Regions from separate parts of the Arachis hypogaea genome. Here region 1 is linked to region 2. The links are chromatin contacts, called in public Hi-C maps. All regions are on one chromosome and are shown on one strand. Each heading gives the region's core, a stretch centred on a gene start, on an enhancer-like site or on the middle of the called end of the contact. The rest is flanking DNA. Distances are from core to core; before and after follow the strand shown. Region 1 has its middle 7.5 kb from the start of LOC140175817. Region 2 holds the start of LOC112715241.

Region 1 (7,665 bases), core at 4-2,503, 140 kb after region 2:
TAATGGGACTTACACAGTATTTTGAGGCTTTTCGTCATTTTATTCGGAAACACTTAGTTTTGTAGTTTTTAGAATCTTTCTAAGGTTTGCTCTCTCGGAGATCTTTAACAAATAGAGCGTTCTTCTTTCTAAGGCCGTGGCTTTAAGTCATACAACTTACCGACTCTAATGTTGATGTTTTCTTTGTCGTGCTCTCTTCTTACAATACTAATATGATGCATTCTCTTCCATGAGAAAAATTATCTTTACTTTTCTTTCATGTATATTTTTATTCATATATTATTAACTATCTTTTACTTTCTTAATTATTATTTTTTTTTGTAACTTATTACTTTTAATTCATGCTCTTGCTTCTTTAGGTTAATGCCTTCTTGGCAACTATTTTTCTAATTAATAATTGATATAACTAACGAACTCGGAATCACACAAATTTTATATTCATGCGTTCGTGACGAATTCAAGTTTCTCACTATATAGACGTTATAATTTTATGGGTTCGGGAACTAATGGTATACCAAGAAAACCGTGACTGCTTCTTTGGTTTTTCAGAAAACGTACTCTTTACTTGTGGAGTGGTTGTACATCACAAGTTAAATGGTTGTACGTCGCGAAAGCTTTATGCACGAGCTATATCTCTTAATGACGTTAATATATACGTCTTAAGATTTGATTTAAATCAGATTTTATAGCATTACGATCAAAGTTGAATTTTATCAGAAATTTAGAAATTTTATTTTTAGTCTTTTTTTTAGAATTTAATAAAAAATAAGAATAAAAATAAAAAATAATATTTTTATTTTTTTCAATATTTGATTTATATTTTATTTTTTAATTTTTTTTTCTAAGATCTTATAAAAGATAGTGAAAATGCTAGCCTCAATGATTAATTAAATAATATGTTCACTTGCATATCTTGGTGGATTAGGGTATATTTTTATTTCTATTTTGCGAACGCTAATAATAAAATGACACTGCATATCTTGATGACTATTCTTCTACTCCTTTGTATTTAGAGAAATAATATGTTTATATCTTTATTTGTATTAAAAAAAAACAGATTTTTTATATGGCCAATACTACGGTGATGAAGGCCTTTATTTTTTATACGTGATGAAGGCCTTTATTTTTTATACGTGATGAAGGCCTTTATTTTTTATACGTGATGAACGTACGTGGATGAAACTACTTCTATACACGTGGTTTATATACTGACTGAATTGGGGACAATTACCAAATCCAAGACAGAGGCATAATGAGCTTGTCGTTTCCGGCGTTAACAATTAGCAGAAGTTAATGCTAATGTTAGTGTAATTATTGGGCTGTTTTTAGTGGGCCTAAACTTTTTGTACGAGGTAGTTATGGATCTCATTTTCCTTTTTAAATCCAAAAACAGAAGTGTTATGGGTAGAGTTTTTAATCCAAGAAAGAGGATTTTGGATAGCAAAAAAAAAAAAAAAAGAAAATCTGTTGCTGAAAAACAAAATAAAAAAACCGTGTTTTTTGTCTCAAAAAAATAATCATGATGATGAAAATAACAGTAATTACATGAGCTAGAAAAAAGTGGTATTTACTGGAAGAGTAACACTAGCCACAACGATAATAATAATAATTTTTACCAAATAATAATAATAATTAGGGAATTATGTTTAAGGTTTATGGAACATCACAAATTATTCAGCTTTTTGATTTAGGATTTAGGGTGTATTTTGAGTGTGATAATTTTTGTGGAGGAATAGATTTTTGTTGAATGAATTTAGAAAAAAATTAAATGAATGCTATTAGGCTGGGACATATTTATGTAGTAATTTGTGGAGACAAGTGTTTTTACTATAATTTTAAATTTTTTGAGTAGTATACAATGATAATATTCATTTGTTTCTATTAAATTATTGAATTTGACTTCATAATAATTTGTTACTTAACTTTTGATATATAATAGTCAATTTAAGAATTTTATATTAGATGATTATTAGAATGACCAATTCTCAGTTTAAATGAGATTGATGTTGTTTGTTATAAATTGACTCGAAAAAAATCTTCTTTTGAAATTAGCTTGAGCTTTTTCGGTAACAACTGTATTAATTAAAACAACTTTTTCAACTATTAAAATCAGTAAGAGTTGGTTCCTAAAATATAAGAAGTGGATTTTTAAATAATTATTTACTAATATGTATAGAAAAAGAGCAATTTTGATTGTATTATTGAGAAAAAGGTTACTCAATTTTTTCAAAATATAAAACTTAACAAATAGAATTCTAAAATATATGTTATTATTTAAATTACTATTTTAATATTTTAATTTGTAAAATAGATATTTGAAGACTAATAATATTTTACAATAACAAAATATAATTATCACAATAATCATGTTATATATACGTAAAAAATAATCACTCATACAGAATACATATTGAAATACAAAATACACATTAAAAATAAGTTAAACAATATATATTTATACACAAATACATAATGATTAATGGATAATTTGATAGCTGATTTATATATACACATAAGATAAGTCACAAAAAAAATATACACATAAGATTGTTATTAAAAAAAATTATTATTATGTTATACATATTTTGCTCCTACTGTCATAATTTTTTGAATTTGTGACTGTTGTTAGGATTTATTAATATTAACAGTTTATGAAAGAAATAATTTTTTTTGTATATGATGAATAATTTTTTCATAATACTTTGTGTTCATACACTGGCCCATAATTCAAGCAAGCCCAAAATGACTAAATCTCAATTAACATGTATCATTCGGACCGATACCTACCCAACCTTATAGAGGTCAGATACAGCAACACGAGTTTGGTCCTACTTATCTAAATAAGTAACCAATGTAATATTCTACCACACAGAATCTTATGCTATAGTCATAAAACTGAGGTGGCGAGGTATTACGACCTCTAAGAATAAAATCATATATATATAATATAGGTGAAATGAATATATATTTGAGGAGTCTTGAAAGAACGTTTAAACAATAAATCGCAAAAATAAAAGCGCGTCGCTCGCGTGAACGTAAATCGAGTAAAATGGGAAAGGATCATATATAAGTATAAAGAGTAGAATGTCAAGAGATACAAAATACCGAATCTCCAACTCAACCTGCGAAGTTAAGGCTAGCCGAAGTATAAATACATAGATATACATATCCCAAAATAGATAAAACAACAGCCTATTTCTCCACATCGGACGCTGCCCCAAAGAAGTCTGGACCTCACGTTCAGGCCTATTCCATCCGTTTTAGGTAATCCTCAGAACATTAGCATTGTTGCCAGGGACCCACAAGTTTACACCCAATCATGGTGGATGATCGTCTTGAAGACGAACATATGGCATCCGAATTTTAGCCAGAACATCACAACAACGATCATGCGCTTGTAGTCCCTCCACGACAAGATAGAACAGACGGCCATAATGGGAGGGGACTTCACGAAATCCGCAACCCAAAAGGATAAATTCAAAAACCCACTCACCTGAGGATATGGTGAACCAGATTCCAGTAGAACTCATGTGCTTGGTGGACGGACACCACGGATGATTGGAGCAGCTCGAGATTGAACTGAAGCAACAACGATAGTCCGAACGAGCTCTAAAAAGGGAAGTACGACGACGATGAGATTCAGAAGGACAAATTGAGAAACTTGAATCTGACCTTCGAGGTCAGAGAGCTCATGTTGATTGGGAAGAGACTCCCTTTCGGGGGTGAAGATCCATTCACGGAAGAGATTTTACGGGTTAAAGTTTCCAGGATTTTGAAAAGCCCAGACATGGACCTCTATGATGGAACGACCGACTCGAGACACCATCTTAGTAGCTTTAAAAGTCGAATGTACTTGGCTGACGCGTCGGATGCAACTTGTTGCAAGACTTTCCCAACGATGTTAACTAAAGCGGCAATGAAGTGGTTTGGCAGTCTACGACCTAGGTCTGTAACTTGTTTCGACAACCTTACAAGGAGTTTTTTTACCCGGTTTTTCATCCTGAAAAATAAGGTCAAAGACTCTACAAGCCTTTTAGTGATCAAATAGGAGGTCGGACAAACTCTTCGAGCTTTTATGGAAAGATTCAGCAAGATCTGCCTGAAGATTTAAAATTTTTCCATTGAAGCTGCCATCATGGGAAGTAGTTAATGGCCTGAAAGAAGGTCTGTTCTCCTAATCCATGTCGAAGAGGCACCCGACCTTCCTGTACAAAGTACAAGAACGAGCGAAAAAGTACATCAACATGAAGGAGAATGTCCGATTAAGAGAGTCTGCCCCAAGACACATGTCGATAGTGTTCTGAATAAAGAAGGCAATTTTTTATGCAAAACAACTGCGGGAGTATCGTGTCAGACGTCATGTGAATTAATTACGTTTATTTCATCTTTAATTCTAATATACGATTTAGTATAAATTGTATTCTTGAGATAATTGAAAATTCAAAAGAAGAAATGAGATATTTGTTTATGAGGTTGTGAGATAGAGTTTTTGTAATTATTTTAATATTTATTTTTAAATTAGACAATTAAAAAAATAAAAATAATAAAAAATATAATTTTGTCACTTTTATTATTTTTACCTTATTTTACTTATTTTAGAGTAAAAATTATTTGGAAATTAATTTGTCTAAATTTTAATAATAGACATATAAATTTATTATTCTGACAATACTATTGTTACATGTTAATGTGATCATCTAAACCCTAAACCCCTTTACCTCATGTGCAATAATAAAAGTACAATTATACAGCTTATGTTTTTTTTTTAATAAAATCCAGTTAAATTGCTATGAAATTTAAGAAAGAATTAAGTATTCAAGAAGTTATAATCAACAAAGTGTTAGTTTCGTTATTATTATGAAATAGGTATACAAAATTGTACTCTTTTTCCATGATAATTAATTTTATTTTCATGTTAACGTAATCCTGTTTGGGTATTTGTTGGGCCTTTTGGGCCGGTATGTATCATGTTTTTGTTATTATTGTCATTATTGTTAGATGGGGATTAAACCCAGAGAAGAATCAGAATTATAAAACTATTCCAATCCATTTATTTGGAATACATAATTCGGCTGCAAAAAATCTTACTGGGCCGAAATAAAAAGGTCCAAACATTTAATCATAATAATTAACATAACATAATATTTTATCTGATTAATCTCTTTTATCTATTATAATCTACTATTTCTGTTTCTAGTCAGAGTTGCTGTTTTTCAGAGAAACAACTTAACACATGTTTACCAACCAGTTTGTCCACGTTTCTTCAGCATATAAAAAAATTATTTCTTTCATTACGTAGTACTGCCCTTTGCGTATTACAGTATGGACAAAACAAGAGAGGGTGGTAAAATACTCGCTAGTAGCGAGTAACAGACAAGAAAACAATAGAAAAAATGTGAACATGTATGGGCAAAACAAGAGAGGATGGTAAAATACTCGCTAGTAGCGAGTAACAGACAAGAAAACAATAGAAGAAATGTGAACATGTTTTGGTGGCAATAGAAAAAAATGAGTGTGTTTATATAGTGACAGAATAGTTTAATTAGGGTAACGCTAGGGAGACAATGAAATATGTCTACAATGGCTACAATGGACCGTTTTATAAGGCCCAATTTAGTTTAATAGGATAACTTAACCCATTAATAACCCTAATCTTTTATAGATGTTTAATTAACCATATCACAAAATTATAATTAATTACATTTTTTCCCCAAAATCCTAATAAAGGAGATTGAGGCCGTTTCACTCCCAATCAATTAACCTTGCATTTGTTGAACAGAACCAAGAAGACCCCTCAGCGCCGTTTTGCAAGGAAGACTCCGCAGCGCCGCAAACGCCAACCAATCGTGGCCGTCGAGAAGACCCCACCGTCACCGCCCGAGGCCGTCGAGAGAACCACGCCGTGACCGCCCGAGGACGTGGAGAACAGCCTCGCCTTCATCGCCCGAGGAAGGTGGCTGAACACCCTGCCGTCACCAACCCGGAAACCGTCCGCGCTGTGCCTTCGGTCAGAGTTGAAGGCAGAGGAGCACTCACGACCGAAAGGAGCATTCTAGCAGTTTTACTCGCGTGGGCAACGCCATCGCCGACCAGCTGAACATCCGATCCGAGGTAATCAGCCGCGTTCTCGAAGTATCTGTTAGTATCTGTAGTTGTTCATTTTTTGAATGCTTATTACTGTTGCATGTTGTGTTAGAGATAGATTTTGTTGATTATATGAGCGTTTAACCATGGTGAGAAAGCTTTGGGTGCCATGGTAGCATCCCAGAGATTGTGGGCTAGGCAGTTCATTTACGTTGTTGCAATTCATGTTGATTTAACTTTAGCGCGGGAAAAGTATGAAAAAGTTTGTTCCTTTTGGTTTCATATCATTTTAAATTAATTTTTTTTTCTTTTTTTGGTGTGTATCTGTGTGGACCATGTTCATCTAATTTGACGTTTTCTTGGTTGACCATTGTTGAATCTTCGTTGACATTATCACGGATGGTTACTTTAGTATGATAAAGATTGGTCAATTTTCGCTACCAAATATATTTCTCTTGTCACTGTAACCAAATAATTAACCTCTCTTTATGATATTGATATGTAATAACACTAAAAGAATTTTGTTCTCAAGCCTGGACCCCCTGATTTTTAGACCTGAGCGAAGAAATTAAAGTTAGTATGCTCTAACAAGGTAATGTTTGCTACATGGACAAAAGAATGTGTTGGTGGCTTTGCGAGGCATCTTTGTATCATGCTGTTTTGTGCAAAACAAGCTTGACTTTATATGCATTAATATACTTAAATCCTGCTTCCAGCTACATGAGCCGGATAAATACACAGTATTAATTTTTTTTGTGCCGCAGGAAGCCGTAAAACAACCATTCTATCTCAAGTTCAGGCTCTTAACAAATCAAGCGTGTTAACCTACTATTAGGTGAATCCCCTTTGTTTAGTTTTCCTTATATAATAATTCTTACAACATGCATGTTGGTTTATACAACTTGATATCACGGTGTCCGCTTTCTATATGTTTGTATTTGTTGCGTTGTTGGATGGCTTCTAAGATTCCGCCTGAAATATGTATCTATCATCTTTGTTCCAACCTACTGATGAACAGCTAAGTGCCGTCGCTGAATCTTGTGCTAGGAAGAGGACTGAAACCATAATTGTGTCTTTGGTGCATCTTATAATTTCTAAACGGTCTTGTTTATTATATCATTCAATAGTTTATAATGAACACGCTTATTTTATCTTTTGTTTTTGTATGATTATTGATTGTTAAATATTCTATATGCTCATGTCAGACTTGCCTGAAGTGAATAGCTTTTTTGTGAATCATTTATTGGCATGCCCTCTAGTGAAGGAAGAAAACAATATATGGAGCTCTCTACTTGATGAATTGTGTGAAACTAGTTTTCCTTGATGTTTGGTATGCTTGTAGTTGAAAGATGTGCTCCTAGTATTCGATTGTTAGTGATATTTGACATGACCCATAGTTATTTTGATTGTTAGTTAAGTGTGTGGATGATCAGTTGTATTGTGTATCTGCTGATATATGTATTGATGAATTAGTTTTTCATCCTAATTATAGATGGTTTACTGTTTCTGTTCCTTCTAATTTTAGATGCAATGAATCTTGCTTAGATACTTGGTTGTTCCTAGTGAAGATGTAATTTCAGT
Region 2 (7,067 bases), core at 4,275-6,774:
TAGGGCTTCTAGGTTATGTGTAATGCATTTACATCTTTTCTTTATTAGCTAATTGGATTTTCTTTTCCATTTCTTTACTGATAGTATGTACTGATCTTTTGTGCCCTTTATCAGTTTATCTTGGGTTGATAAGAACTAAAGATTATGGGCTAAATTTCCCCGTGCTTGATATACCAAAAATAAAGTACTAAGTGGATGCCCTTCTTCTTACTCTACTGCTAATGGATCAATGTTTAGGGTGGTGTATTTTATGATGCTTAACCTAAAAGGATATATCATGAAATTCTTGCAGGAAGGGTTTGCATTTGCTCACTGCACTACCTGCAAGGCTCCTTATTATTTGCGTGTTCATGTTGCTGCTGATAGAAAATGGCGTACCTTGAAATTTCGATTCTTTGTCACCAGAGACATTTTGTTTATTTTTCTGTCTGTCCAGCTTGTAGGTGAATTATTTCCATTCCTCAAACTAACGTATCCATTTATATTTTATGAATCACATATAGATAATCTGACACGGAGCCCTATTGCCTTTGCATGCAGGTCATTGCTTCGCTGGCTTATTTGGTTTATCTAATAGATGGTTACCAGCAGTATTGGCTTCGTCTTCTCTGGGGTTTTGATAGCGAACTGAGCTTTTACTACATTTGTGGTAAATTACATTTAAATAAGCAGTGTGCATCAAATACTTGTACAATATTCGTTCCTACATTTTCTTTTTCTGTCTTGAGTTCAGAGTCTGATTTTTTCCATATATAATATATTGTATTGGTGTTGATTTTGTGTTGGTATTATCAATTGCAGGAGCGCTGTTGTTTTTTGCCCTGCTTGGTCTTTCTGGGTGCTTCATCACTTGCTATGATCGACGAGTTCGCAATGATTTGGCTCAGCCTTGTAGAGAATTATGTCTTTGTTGCTGTCAACCTGGGTAATAACCCTTATTTTACCTATATATGAGTCTTGAGACTTGGATGTTGTTAATAAATAGTTTCTGGGATGATCTTGTTATGGTTTATATCATTGCAGAGTTTGTGCAGATTGTCACTTGCCAGGCACACTTTGTATGTGGACTGACTGCACCACATGCTTTGAGAGTTGTGGAACAATGGCAACTGAATGTGGTGGATGTTTGGGAGGTGCTGGGGAAGCAGGACTACCATTATTATTCATAATGGCTTTGATTGTTCTGGGACTTTTCACTGTGATTGGGATATTTTACAGTGTATTGGTAGCTACCATGGTAGGACAACGGATATGGCAACGTCATTATCACATACTTGCAAAAAGAATGTTAACCAAGGTGCGATTGGTTTATTCTCCAATTTTTAGTGCAATTTTTGGTATTGCTATGAACTGTCAAAATTTGCTGCATTTTTTGCCATTGCTATTCTGCTAAACCCAGCTTAATACCTAATTGATATGCCCAATTAGCACATATTTCACTTAATTTCTGTTTATCATCTAAAATTATAGATAGTTAATATTTTTTCTGCTTCAACTAATTTAATGCTCTCTTGCATTATATTAGTAATGATTCAAAGTATTTATGGATAGTTTATGGATGCTAAATCTATTCTATTTACTCGATTGTCCCTTGCCGGGAATGGTTCCTTTATGTGAGATCACATGTTATAGTGCCCACCATTTATTAAAGGTGAGGCGAAGTGTGGGATTCACAAGAGCATAATCAACAGTGAAAATAAGCATGACAAGGTCATAAGAGACTTTACTGTTATGCATGAGAGGTTCCATGCTCTTATAGTTTACCGAGTGGTTAACAAAACTAGAAGCTGAATATGAAAAGTGCAATAGAAAGTACTGGACAAAACCACTTAGTGTGGTATCAGTATTAAAACCATGACCCCCATATTTGTTTCATGCATGGTACTACTATACCATTTCTTCCTGGGAACCCTTTAAGGGAGGATGTTTTGACTTGCATTTTGTGCCATCGCTCATATTTTATATCTAACTGAATGTTTGATGCCAAACATGACGGTTCCTTGAAAAATTCTGAATATTCTTAGTTTATGAAATTCTTGTCCTTTCTCACTACAGGAGTATGTGGTCGAAGATGTTGATGGAGAACAGACAGGGTCTGATTGGTCTCCCCCTTCTCTCCCACCTGAGCATATTCAACAGCTGAAGACACTGGGCCTCCTTTGAATGTGAATAACTACTCAGTCATCTACTTGGTACACAGACCAGTCCTCCGTGTTTTAGGAAGATGGTCCTTCAAACAAAGATGCACAGCTACTTGTTAAGAATGTAATAGCTGCTTATTTCAATTTGGTTAGAGGTGTACACGTGCTGTTATGTGAAAATTTGTGAATTTCAGATCCGTTTTACAATTGTAAAGAAAATCGTAGAGAATTCATTGAATGCACAATAACAGGTTACAGGTATGTTGCCGATTCGCCGTGCCGGTTGGCAAGTCTTGTTTTCTTCTATGCTTGCTGTCCATGTCTCAAATTTTGCTGATGGCATATTTCTGAACTAGAGAGACTACCAACTACAGCAAAGTAATTTTGTAAAATAAATTCTGTTGCAGCATGGCAACAGAAAGTTCGGAATTTTCGTTAAGTTTACTAGCTCTGTTCAAAGCAGCTGAAACATAAAACAAAAAGAGCTGTTTACGAATATAGGATTTAAGGTTAATTACAAGCTAATCATGACCAAATTTTATATTTAGATAAACATTATCTAATATTCGTAATTTGAAAATTTTTAAATCTTTGAAGTTTTAACAAAAAAAAAATTATAAAGTAAGTCACATGAGTCATTGAATTTTTATGTAGTATAAAATAAACTTGCAAGGAATAGAGACAGGGAATGGTTGCTGATTGCTGAAGAAATAAGGCGTCGGATGTTAGTTTAGTATATATATTTTATTCTTTTAGTACAATATAAAACTAATCGAGTAATTGGATTGATTCAGATTTCGCAATTATAAAATTAATATTCAAAATAATTAAAGTCGGGTTTAATCGAGTCTTACCCGATTATGCAATGGCCAATGCATGGGTTAGTTTTGTTCGGATAATCGAATGACCTAGAACACTCTTAAAACGAAAGAAACCATTTCACCCTTCCACCATCCATCAATGCACTGTGAGCAAAGGCACGTTTCCAAGATGCTGAAAGGTGAATCCAAGGCATTAAACACGTCGGTTAGATACTTAAACTATGATAGCGTAATAGATGGATAGAGACTTAGTGTGTGTTTGGATTACAATTTGTAAACTGAGGTTTGTATAAAATTGATTTTATAGAATTGATTTTGATCAAAAGTGAATTAGTATTAACGTGGTTTATGTTTGGCAATTTTATTCAAAATGAATTATAGTAAACTAAATATTGTTTGGATGGCATTATTCAAAATTATTTTTGAGTAAAAAATTACAGAAAATAACATGAATTTAAATAATTATTTTATGTTATCTTATATTTTATTTTAAATATTTAAATAAATTTTAATATTTTTTTAGTACTCTAACAGAATTAATTGAATCATAATACAAAGTAAGAAAATATTCTATGTAAAAAAAATAACAATAACAATAAAAAAACTCATAAAAAAAACAGAAATTTTATAAAAAAATAATAATATGTATAAGAGAGTATTAGAAAAAATATTATAAAAAAACAAACATATGAATAATGAAAGACATAATTGGTACATAGAACATCATTTTTAATCCAACGTAAAAAGCTAAACAAAAAAGTTAGAATTTATAGCTTTTGGTAAACGTGGATTGAACATAAAAATCATTTCTGCGTTTAGAGTATAAAAATGTTGCCAAACACAAAGATGAAGCATTCAAGAAGATCAAACACGCTTTTCTCTTCTCCAACGCAAATCCAAACACACCCTTATAAATAAGGGAGTATTCATAGATCGAGTTGGATCAGATTCGAGGTAAATTAAAATCGAATCAATTGAATTATAATTTGTTTAGATTTAAGTTTTTTTTTGTATAGCTAAATTAAATCAACTCGATTAAAAACGAATTGGTTCAGTTTAAATAATTGAATACATGATAAAACAGAAATTTATAAAAAAATAAAAAAATAAAATTTTATTTAAAAAAATCATATAAATATAATAAATCAAATAAACAAGTCAATAATTTAATTTAATTAATAAAAATTATATATTAAATATAGTTAGATTATACTAATAATCAATAAAAATTATATATATTTTTAATTTAATTAATAAAAGTTTAAATTTACGAGTTAGTTCAAATTTTGCATCTCTAAAATTATTATCCGAATTAATTAACACAATTAATTAACATAAAATAACATTGATTTAATTTAAATTGTATCTGATTATTCATTGATTTCGGAACCAATTTGATTGGTTCGTTTCGATTTCGAACGAATAATCAGGTGGCCTAAACCCGTGAACACCTTATATTACAAGCGGAACGTTGTTTACACTCCAATATAGTAATATTCTAATGTATTTTTGGGAATCTAATATCCTTTAAGAATGGATCAAGTTTATGAACGTAATCGATAGCGTCCAGCCGTCCACGTCGATAGTTGTATTGTGGTTTTATTAATGCTATCCCAACCTAACTGAATCTAATTACAGTATCTCATGTAAAATGTTGCATAATACACATGATTCCTAGCATTATATCGTACTAGATTATTAGATAAGATACGTGGAAACATGCTATTCACAGCCAAAAGGTCCAGTGGTCTGTGCACTCACGTTTAAAATGAAGAATGGAGATAGGGATAGCTTTCGACATGTGAATTGTGAAAGACGTCAGGTTCTTTATTATCTTATTAATTTTTTTTTCCATAGGCTATGATTTTTAGTTCTTACTTCTTGGATAGATCTAAGCACTAAGCAGTTATAAAAGGAAACTCTACCCACGGTTCATAAATTCTGAACCATGTGATTTTGACCAGCATTTCATGTGAAATCCTAAGTGTTGACTTTAATAAAAAGAGCACTGTTGATGACCTACCACATAATTTTTATTTTTGTTTAGAAGAATGTAAAATTAATTATTGCGACCACTACGATAAAATGATACAGTGAAATTTGTTCAACAAAAAGCTCACATGGACTAAAATGCCACATCTCTTTTTGACTAACAACTAAATGCATATATAACATGATAATTTATATATTCTATCATAATAATACCCTATCAAAGTCCTAAATAAATTATAAAATTTAATTTTTTAATATTTAAAAAAATTATAAATTCTTCCAAAATTTGTTCTTACATGTTCAGAGAATATTTAAAATTTTAAATAAGAAATAACTTTCATAACCAATATTAGTTAGTCAAATAATCGCTTCATTTGATTTTCTATTTAATAATTTATTGATTAATAATAAATTTTTAAATAATCTTTAAATTTATAATTAATTAATTCTTAACTTATCGAATTAAAAAATACCATTAAAAAAAACCACTTCCATGACCCACCCATTTAAAAAGTGTATCCACCCAAATATCTAAAATCAGCATCTCCATTTTTAGGCTTCAATTCAGCGTTCAATTCATTCTTATCCGAAAAGAAAAAGCCCATCCACTTTTCACACACTCGTTTCTATAGTCCCCTAGCTCCTATAAATATCTTGTTGCATTTCTTCATCTTAAGAATCATAACTCAAAGCAACATCATATATTTGGTACCATACAATAATATAGCGAGAGAAATCAAGAATGTCTGACATCGCTATGTTGGTGGCAGAAGAGTACGAGAGGAGGACCAAGAATCTTAAGAAGGTAGAGGGAGAAATGACGTTGGTTTCTTCTTCACTATTATTGGGTCTCACTGAGAGGCTTGTTAAGGATAAGAGGGTGTTTCCAAAGTGGGTTTTGAAATGGGAACCAAAGACCCAATTTGCCATTGCTGCCTCAAACAGTTTCTTCTCTGCTTAAAATATCTTGCTGCTTTCGCTTTCGTTACTTGGTAGTCGGACTAGTTGCTACCTAATTATATATTTTCCTTTTATTTTTCTTTTTTTTTCTTTCTCCATGAAATTTTCTTTTCTCTAAGTTCATGTGAATTACAGTTAAATTCAATTTTATGAAAGTCGAACTGGATATTAAGCCAGACTAGATAATAATGGTTCATCAGAATATTGTGGTTTAACTGGACTGTGATTAAATATATATTTATATTTATTTTGGTTCGGTTAGAACAATTTTGCACATTGAAAATTTTAAAAAGAGTAATACCCTAATACAGTCTCTAAGAAATATTATTGAGGCAAACATTAATTTTTAACAAAATTTAATTATTTAATCAATTTTAAATTTTTATTTTGTTAGACATTAATTTTTACATTATGTTGTTTGTCTTTATAAAAGGACTGATTTATTAATTTTAAAAATTTTGTATAATGTAGTTATGTTGGCTTGTGGTAGGACATAGCAGATGTGGAACAATAAGATGTGCAGACAAATCAGGCAGGTAGCATCTTTATAGAGAATTTTGATATTTTTTAATACAGTTAGTGTGTGTTATAAAATGGTGCATAATTATACATTATCGAAAGAATATATTATTAAGAATTTGGATCATTCTCAATATATAACTTTTAATCAGCTTAATCTCTTTTATTTTTTTAATTATTTTATACTCCTCATTATTTGCTTAATCTCATTATTTACTGTAATAATGTAATTAATAATATTTTATATTTTTTTATAGTTTCGAACTTTAAATAATTTTAATATAGTGTTATAATTTTAACTAGTATGACAACTTTAATAATTTATGATATTAATATTTTATAATTTAATTATGTTAATATTTTTAAGTAGTCATAATTTATAACTATTGTGTAAGTAATTTATAATTATCTTAATAGTATTATGTAGTTTGTAAATAATTATTTTATAATTTTCATATTTTTAAAATTAAAGTTTAATTTTTATGTTTACCACTTGATAATTATATTTTAAACAATTTAATTTAAAATTATTCTGTAATTACTTAATATCTTAATAATTTATTGTTCTGTAACTAAATTAAAATAATTTCAAAATTTAATTTTTTATAAAAACAGTTTAATATTTTATTTCATT

The links. Hi-C and Micro-C count contacts between places; a contact is called where the count stands out from the background.
Region 1: a Hi-C map of an unstated tissue shows a contact between it and region 2, with 3 times the contacts expected there. The contact joins the enhancer-like site here to the promoter of LOC112715241 in region 2. A contact is called at or near these places in 2 of 8 Hi-C or Micro-C datasets (leaf and an unstated tissue).

What each region holds. Positions count from the first base shown.
Region 1 is chr10:15,426,734-15,434,398 of arahy.Tifrunner.gnm2.J5K5, reverse strand. No RefSeq gene overlaps it. Among protein-coding and RNA genes, the nearest start is that of LOC140175817, 7.5 kb to the left of the region's middle. Within about 2 kb of position 1,253, at least 3 of the 3 cell types and tissues checked have open chromatin away from gene starts, as enhancers often do.
Region 2 is chr10:15,569,086-15,576,152 of arahy.Tifrunner.gnm2.J5K5, reverse strand. LOC112715241 reads left to right here and starts at 5,524. Exons shown (of 4, transcript XM_025767000.2): 1 at 5,524-5,759; 2 at 6,386-6,450. The coding sequence starts at 5,697. It overlaps LOC112715242, which reads left to right. Exons shown (of 7, transcript XM_025767003.2): 3 at 293-439; 4 at 541-649; 5 at 802-925; 6 at 1,024-1,297; 7 at 2,056-2,445. The coding sequence ends at 2,163.